Linked DNA regions of Hordeum vulgare: region 2 is linked to region 1. Evidence: chromatin contacts called from public Hi-C data. All regions are on one chromosome and are shown on one strand. The core of a region is the stretch at or near the end of the contact, and the rest is flanking DNA. Distances in the headings are between cores, read along the strand shown.

Region 1 (4,552 bases), core at 931-3,430:
TGTGCACTGTCTGAATGATATGTGGGTTCTAGCTATAAGTGAGCATAGATATGTCATTCCATGTTCAAGCTCAAGGGACTGCACTCCCTGTACTGCTCGTACGTGGATGATGGAGAACAAGTATAAAATTATCTGCCAGTAAACATTGGTCAGCAGAAGTTACAACATTGTTGACAAAACAACAACAGTCAATTGTACAAGTCAAAGTATGAAACCTTTGATAGCTCAGCACCATATAAATCAGCAAGCTGGCTCTGAAATTTAATTAACGCACTCATTAGAAGAAAGAAAAAGAAATGCAGATAGAAACAATAGTACAGCAAGGAAGAGAAGCACACCTTAACTCGATAAGCCTCAGCAAGCTCCTCTTGCAAATTTTGGTTCTCTCTTAAGCATCCACTTAACTTCTTCTGAAGGATCTCAATATCCTGCTCCAGAGCTGTTGTCCTGGATAGTTAAAACAAAACATTGGTTTACTTCCGCTACAATGATAACGATGGAACATGGACAGAACATATAGTAGCACCTCTGAGAAAGCATTTGAGTTGCAACAGAAACATAACCCGGCCCAGCTTGTTGCATACATAATTGCTCGATATCTTTTCTCAGTTCATCACGTTCTGCCAAAGAATATTTCAATCAATAAGTGTGCACCTATCCCACCCAAAAAAGAAATAGAGAATGAAAACTAGAACTATTCCCAAAACAATAGTCTACATTAGCAGCTTTGAGAAAACAGAACATGGTGTTCTCTCCATTCAAAAGGACATCAATCTGAAGTATGAGAAAATAGGCACATTGATCTTCCATCGAAAATCTCTGATTACTAGTAACATCTGCCAATAGTTTCCACTTCCCAACATGTTATCCATGTACACATGGTATCCAAAGGAAGCAACACTGCTGCATACTGAAATACTCCTATGGCTGAACGAAGCTGTAGAAGGTTGGAAATATTATAAAGACTCATTAAATGTCTATCAGAAACAATGTATGTAACAGAATTAGCCAAGGACTTCAGCAGCTACTTCATGTATTTTCCCAATTTGTACAGCAAGCCACCGCTAACAAAGTGAACAAAATTTTAAAAATAACTAGTACATCCTTCGCAAAAAATATCTACTCAAATATGTGAGAATAGCTAAGTTATGACAGGGTACATATTATCAGGGAAGGAACTCTAGTGCATAGACTGGAGTTCCCCCTTGAATTTCCAATGGAGTACATATCGCTTTTATATCTTGAAGTGCATAGGCTAGAGTTCCCCCTTGAATTTCCAATGGAGTACATATCGCTTTATATCAGAGTATATATCACTTTTATATCTTGAAGTAATTACTGAAGGAAACCAGGAACTAGTACTATTCCCCCTTGAATTTCCAATGGAGTACCTCCATTCCAAAAAGGGGTAAGTGAGGGCACTGAATTGAACTACTTGCACAAAGAAAACAATGTAGCCAAACTAATCTGCAGGCCGAAGTGTTTTATCTAATGCAAACAACTTCAATTGGCACAGCAAACAAGCAGTATTTAGGGTTATCACCTAATGTATAAACAAATGAATGACAATCTTATATATGACAAATATGAGTGAGTACCCCGCTGGAGTTCTTCAACTCGACGAGTTAATACTTCACCATCGTATGGCTTCTCATCCATTTTCTACAGAAAAAATAGATAGAATAAGACTAATGTTCTTGAATAAAAATGCAAATGAATTGATATACTACATGCCATCATGTAAACATAAACATCAAAGCCGTGCAACGGAAGCCTCAAGTTCTGACCACAATAGTACTACCCCAGGCTTGCAACGAAGCAGGAGCGATCCCCTAGACCCGCTTCTTCCTACCAAAGAAGAAGTGGGAGAAAAAATGTGCTGCAGTACAGGGGACATGGACGGATTTCTCCCAAGATTTCGAACTGGGAATCGACACAATTGCTAAAACGCGGACGAAACCCTAGCCTGCTAATCCGGCCAAAAATTAGGCATAGGTTCGACTGGGATTCAGCAAAGCCTACCTTGAATCCACGCGGACTTATGTGCGGGTTCGTCTCCTCCAGGCAGTCGTCGAGAAGAGCGCCGCCGCTTCGCCGCCGGCTCCGAGGAGGACAAGACGAGGTTTCGAGAGATGTCCCAAATCCAGATGGTCGCTCCTCCTCGCAGGCTCTGTGGGTCCGAGCGGCTGTATGCTCTTCTTCACAGTATTCCACGTTTTTTTTTTAGGGTTCACACTACTCCACGTGTATGTTAATCTCTACTATTAAAGGAGGATCTGCCGTCGTGATGGTTCAACCTCGATCACCTTCCACGTACGATTGACACCCGCGCGTAAAACAGGCAGCCCACCCGGCGTTCGACGTGGCCCAGAAATCAGCCCAACGGAAAAAAAATCGCTAACACGAGCACACGTCTCCGCCTCCCCCACTCCCAACTCCCTCCCCATCCCGATCCCGATCCTCGCTGCCGCCGCCGGTTGTGCTTGTCGCCCCGTCACCTCTCCATCCGCCGCGCTCCTCTACACCGCGCCCTTCTCCAAGGTCAGTCGCGCCTCACGCCCCGTCGATTCTGCATGCGGCTGTCTGTACGGTGGCGGGGACTGACGAGTGTTTCTGTTGCGCGTGCAGAGCCTGGGCGGCGAAGGGTGCAGCCTGCTCCCGCACAGCCACTTCTGGATCGCCAGCCAGCGGGTCGTCGCGCTCGGCCGTGTCGGCCCCGCCGCAGGTACTCCCCCCCCCCTTTCGTTGCGCCCGCCTTGGTAGAGAGAGGGGGGAGAGAAAGAGAGAGAGGGGGAGAGAAAGAGATAAGAGAGAGGGAGGACCGGATAGCAGCGGGAGGAGGGAGGACCGGATAGCAGCGGGAGGAGGGAGGACCGGATAGCAGCGGGAGGAGGGAGGACCGGATAACAGCGGGAGGAGGGAGGACCGGATAGCAGCGGGAGGAGGGAGGACCCTTCCATGTGGCTGTCGTCGTTGCCATGCTCGGTCAGGAGGAGGAGGCCGCCTCCATCTGGCTGCCGTGGGCGTTGTGCCATGGCGACCGCGCGCGACGTCGAGGAGGTCGTCCAAAAGCTCGCCTCCGACCGCGTCAGGCCCCGCGATATGAGTACCCTGCTCCCTTCTCCTTTGCTCTGCCCCCAAATCTGCTCCGACGATGACCTCTGTGATGTGCCATGTTGCTGCTGCAGGAAGGGGTTAAGCTGCTGGGGACGTGGGGACGTGGCTGCAGGAAGGGGTTAAGCTGCTGGGGACGTTGCTGCAGGGCGACCGCGCTGTGACCTTCTGCCGCCTCCTCGCCCGCAATACCGTCAGGGCCAAACCAGCCCAACTCGCCTCCGGTACACCCACCTCCCACCTCTCGTACTCTGTTGCTTCTCATCGAGATTTGGTTCAATTTTTCTGCTGACTTGCATGGGCGAAATCCTTTCCTTTTTTTTCCTTACTTAACTAATGATCCAGCCCACGTATCTCTACTATTAAAGGAGGATCTGCCGTCGTGATGGTTCAACCTCGATCACCTTCCACGTACGATTGACACACGCGCGTAAAACAGGCAGCCCACCCGGCGTTCGACGTGGCCCAGAAATCAGCCCAACGGAAAAAAAAATCGCTAACACGAGCACACGTCTCCGCCTCCCCCACTCCCAACTCCCTCCCCATCCCGATCCCGATCCTCGCTGCCGCCGCCGGTTGTGCTCGTCGCTCCGTCACCTCTCCATCCGCCGCGCTCCTCTACACCGCGCCCTTCTCCAAGGTCAGCCGCGCCTCACGCCCCGTCGATTCTGCATGCGGCTGTCTGTACGGTGGCGGGGACTGACGAGTGTTTCTGTTGCGCGTGCAGAGCCTCGGCGGCGAAGGGTGCAGCATGCTCCCGCACAGCCACTTTGGGATCGCCAGCCAGTGGGTCGTCGCGCTCGGCTTCGTCGGCCCCACTGCAGGTACTCCCCCCCCTTCCGTTGCGCCCGCCTTGGTAGAGAGAGAGGGGGAGAGAAAGAGAGAGAGGGGGAGAGAAAGAGATAAGAGAGAGGGAGGAGCGGATAGCAGCGGGAGGAGGGAGGACCGGATAGCAGCGGGAGGAGGGAGGACCGGATAGCAGCGGGAGGAGGGAGGACCCCTCCATGTGGCTATCGTCGTTGCCGTGCTCGGTCAGGAGGAGGAGGCCGCCTCCATCTGGCTGCCGTGGGCGCTGTGCCATGGCGACCGCGCGCGACGTCGAGGAGGTCGTCCAAAAGCTCGCCTCCGACCGCGTCAGGCCCCGCGATGTGAGTACCCTGCTCCCTTCTCCTCTGCTCTGCCCCCAAATCTGCTCCGACGATGACCTCTGTGATGTGCCCTGCTGCTGCAGGAAGGGGTTAAGCTGCTGGGGACGTGGCTGCAGGGCGACCGCGCTGTGACCTTCTGCCGCCTCCTCGCCCGCAATACCGTCAGGGCCAAACCAGCCCAACTCGCCTCCGGTGCACCCACCTCCCACCTCTCGTACTCTGTTGCTTCTCATCGAGATTTGGTTCAGTTTTTCTGCTGACTTGCATGGGCGAAATCCTTTCCTTTTTTT
Region 2 (4,552 bases), core at 549-3,048, 310 kb after region 1:
CTGATATGTCTCCAACTTATCTATATTTTTTTGATTGTTCCATGTTATTATATCATCATTCTTGGATGTTCTACAATCATTTTATAGCACCTTTATATCATTTTTGGGACTAACCTATTGGCATAGTGCCCATTGACAGTTGTTGTTTTTTCCTTGTTTTTTACTTTGCAAAAAAACAATATCAAAAGCAGTCCAAATGTCACAAAACATTTTGGAGATTTTTTCTGCCCATAAGACATCCACCGGAACAAGGAAGCCAACCAGAGGACGCCCAGGCTGCACACTAGACACCAGGGCGCGACTGCCCCCGTGGCACGACCTGGTGGGTAGTGGGCACCTCGTGGCCCATCTTGGCGTGATTCCAATGCCAAAAATTCCTATAAATAGAGAAACCTTGAGAAATAACCCTAGATGAGAAGTTCCACCGCCACAAGCCTCTGTAGCCATAAAAAAACTAATTGGAAGCCCGGTCTGGCACCCTGCAAAAGGGGGAGATCATCACTGAAGGCCATTTTCATGATCCCTATGGACACCATGATGAGGAGGGAGTATTCCACCCTCGGGGGTGGGGGTTTATACCAGTAGCTATGTGTTTAATCTCTCTCTCTCATGTTCTTGAGATGGCACAACCTTGATGTATTGCGTGCTTTCTTAATATAGTTGGATCATATGTTGTTTCTCCCTCTCTATTTTGTGGTGGTGAATTGAGTTTTCCCTTTGAGAATTCATTTTATTGGATTGAATACTTTTATGGATTTGAGAGCACTTGATTTATGTCTTGCTATGAATACGCGTGGTGACAATGAGATATCATATTGATTCACTTGATATAGGGTTAGGCACTGAACTCGCGGATTCCCAAGGTGACACTGGGGTAATCTATGCATAGGGGTTGATGCACGTTCTCGTCTTTGTTTCTCTAGTAGAAATATTGGGGCACTCTTTGAGGTTCTTTGTGTTGTATTGAGTATTATGAATCTGAATTTGTTTTCGTGTTATTTTTGTACGAACTCTTAGATAGATCGATCGGAAAGGATAACTTGTGTTATTTTAGTACGAACTCGTGGATAGATCGATCACAAAGAATAACTTTGAGGTTTTTCGTACCCTACAAACAATTTCTTCTTATGTTCTCCGCTAGGTAGGAACTTTGGAGTGATTCTTCATCACACGTTGAGGGATTGTTGTGTGATCCAATTATATTAGTATTATTGAGAGATTGCACTAGCGAAAGTATGGACCCTAGGCCTCATTTTCAAGCATTGCAATACCGTTTGTGCTAAGTTTTTTGAATTTCTACCTTGATGTTTTTATTTATTTAGATTATTAAAACATATTTCTACCATCCATATTACAGTTGTGTCACCATATATTTGCTGAACTAGTGCACCTATGCAATTTACCATCGTATTGGGTGTGTTGGGGACACAAGAGACTCTTTATTATTTGGTTCACTACAAGAAAAATGCTCAATTACGACCAAAAATAATGAAGGTGGTTTAATTGGTCATTGATCCATGACCAAAATTCCGAAATTAGTCATGGCAAGTATAAGAGGGTCCAAAGCCCATAATGTTATGACCTTTTGTGTCCATTAGGTCATGATACTATTGCATAAATTGGTCATTAAGTTCTACCAATTGAAAAAAAGAAGAGAAAAGTGAAAGAAGTGTGTGTTGGATGAGGGGAGAGTTTTGAAACGTTGGATGTAGGAGGAGTGGATGGCCAGGATCTGTTTCACAGAGTGATCCGTGGCCTCACATGTGATAGGCTGGCTGCCCAAAGTGAAAAGAACCGAGAAAAAAAAAAGTGAAAGATAATCTCTCTCTCCCCCACGACCACATCTCTCCTGGCGATCCCCATCTCTCTCTCCCCACGACCTATGGCATCCGATCTTCCCCGCAGCCCAGATCCACCTCTCGCCCGCGCCCCCCGCCTTCCCCGGGCGATGTCGTCGTCGTCGCCGCCGCTGTCGCCTCGCGGGGCGGAGAAGGAGGGGGACACCAGGAGCGACGGCACCGGGAGCGGCGGCGGCGCGGTGTTCAGCTACGGGGAGGCGGGGTACTGGGACGCGCGCTATGTGGAGGAGGGCGGCGCACCCTACGACTGGTACCAGCGCTACGCCGCGTTGCGCCCCTTCGTCCGCCCGTACGTCCTCCCCCCTTCCCCTCTTCCGCTCTCCTCCTCACGATTGCTTCGCATAGACGAGACTGCCGCTCGCCTAGTGCCCGAACTGGAGTAGCTGATTTGTGCTCGTGGTGGTGGTGCTTGACTGCTTGTGCATTCGTCTCTCTTTTCCGGAAGTAGGAATTCCCTTTCCGCCTTTTCAGGTTCGGTTCAAATAGGTGCTTGATTGTGATTTGTGAAGGGATGGGGTGATTGGCATGAACCAGCGAGCGGGTGATCTTTTGGATTAGCTGCTTGCACAGAGCACAGTCACCGTATGTTGGGGGTCGAAATTGCTGTCACGGCAATAGTTTATGGATAGCTCCTTGTCTAGGTGGTGATTTAGCTCCAGTGCTTCCTGTATCTGTTGTGTATATAACGACATGGCAATCAGATAATGCAATTCTATCAGTCCACATGCTGACATATATCACTTCCACTAATCTGATAATTATACTCTGGATAGGGTAATGTGCTATGCTGCTACAGTTTGGCAATGTGTGAATTGACAGGGTTGTGATGTTGATGCCACACAAAAGTAGTCATTGCGAACTGGCATAGCCAAATGTGGTAGGGACAGTAATATGGAAGCACACATTTGAAACCAGCACATCTCTATTTGATAATAATCGAAACTAAAACCAACCTTGATCTGACTTGTTCCCCAGTAACCCAAAGTTGCTCTGGGATTTAGTATTATGATGCATGCCATCAATACTGCATTGACACGTTAAACACACGGCAGCACATCTGATTTTCACTACTTGTGTTTTGCACCCTCGATGGGCTGTTCTGGTCTTCTGGATAAAGTTCAGGATGCGCTTCTAAACCTAGGCTCGATGATTACACTCACTCTGCTAATTTAAATTTTCTTCCCATGCTCTGATGTTTGCACTTATGTCAGAGGATATGGTCGCTGATGGCTACAATGTATCCTTAAATATTTTAAATTCCCTCTTTGTTCGGGAAGTGAAATCTAGTGTCTGTTGATTTACTTATGAGCTGTAGACATGCAAATGGATGTTAGGGATATGAGTAAATTCTTTGATGAATCATTTGATTGTGCCCCCATCCCGCTCGCCCATTTCGACGACACCCAGCTCCTCTTCGGTGAGCAGATTCATCCCCCGACCCCATGTACAGTCCCCCGCTCCGTCCATGCTCACCGTCCCCTATTTTTTCTCCGCGTGCGTGCAGATTACAACTTGCTGGAGCAGACGAGCCTGGTGAGGGAGTCGACCCACAGGCTGCTCGGCGACTTCGGCAGCAACTTCGGCCGGAACTTCGAGGGACGCCCGGGCGCCAAGCTGCCGCCGTCGCTCGTCGCCCTCCGCAAGGCTGCGGAGCGGCGCAGCGTCCGACTCTTCTTCCTCCCCCGCGGCATGACAAGGAGGGCGCGGAACCGCTCACGGCACGACAACAGGTTTCCTTTGCTGACTCTTCTTCCTTCTTAGTGTCCATCTTTCGATTGATTTCGGTTAACAAGTGCTATCTGAAACTGAAGACACCGGAAGTAAATGGATGCTGTAGAAAAGTGAAATGCTCTCCATGTGTTTGTATTGTCACTTTGACCATGTATTCAGTAGTAATCATTTTCAGTAGCAGTATAGATTTCTCAAAGGATTAAATGAAAATCTCCTATGTCTAGAACTGGAAGACATCTTAGAAAATTAGGATGCACAGATTCAACAAAGAGCAACCAATTAACTAAAGAACAAGCCTTTTTGGCTAACAAAAACAAAAGAACAGAGGGGCCAGAGAATAGACGAAACAACCTTCGTCACACTGGCTGATGCACACCATGAGGCGGCCATGCTTGGTGCTCCCATTCTGTGCCATGACCATGGAGAAAACAACGAAGCAAGATTCCAATTGTTCAGATTTTCTAAGGGGAGGATTGAATGTAAAATCAGTAGGAAAACCCACAATTTATATGTTGCAGCCGAGCAAACCTGCAGTTTATCGCCATCTTGATGGACTCCACGTTTTCTTTTCTAATTAAACCAAGTCAGTGTGTGTACATGTTTTTTTCTCCTAAGAAAACACACCCAAAAGGCATCATATATATGATAATTATCAAGTGAAATAGTAGCCAATACAGTGGAAAGACAACTTGACACATAACAACCAGCCAAAAATAAAATTGCATCGAATCTCTCTTCTTGGGAAATTGGGTCGGAGGAGAATTGAGCAAGGATAAGAGGCATCCAAGAGTTAGTTTCCAGCTATTTAATTTGGAGAGATTTGATTTTCCCCTGAGCTGAGGTGAGTCAAGGAAGAGAGACTGGAATTTGCTGCATTATGTAGACTGCCTTAAGACTTATCCTGCGTGTGAATATGAGATAAAGAGGTGAGAGAGACAAGAGATTGCTATGGGCATGGGTTT

The links. Hi-C and Micro-C count contacts between places; a contact is called where the count stands out from the background.
Region 2: a contact with region 1 is called in a Hi-C map of leaf, with 2.7 times the contacts expected there. The contact joins the promoter of LOC123448283 here to the promoter of LOC123448282 in region 1. A contact is called at or near these places in 2 of 6 Hi-C or Micro-C datasets (leaf and seedling).

Annotation. Positions count from the first base shown.
Region 1 is chr4H:163,668,720-163,673,271 of MorexV3_pseudomolecules_assembly, forward strand. It overlaps LOC123448282 (ciliary rootlet coiled-coil protein 2), which reads right to left and starts at 2,181. Exons shown (of 18, transcript XM_045125132.1): 1 at 2,023-2,181; 2 at 1,599-1,662; 3 at 527-620; 4 at 339-447; 5 at 216-254. The coding sequence starts at 1,659.
Region 2 is chr4H:163,979,184-163,983,735 of MorexV3_pseudomolecules_assembly, forward strand. LOC123448283 reads left to right here and starts at 1,799. Exons shown (of 4, transcript XM_045125136.1): 1 at 1,799-2,148; 2 at 3,194-3,276; 3 at 3,364-3,589. The coding sequence starts at 1,883.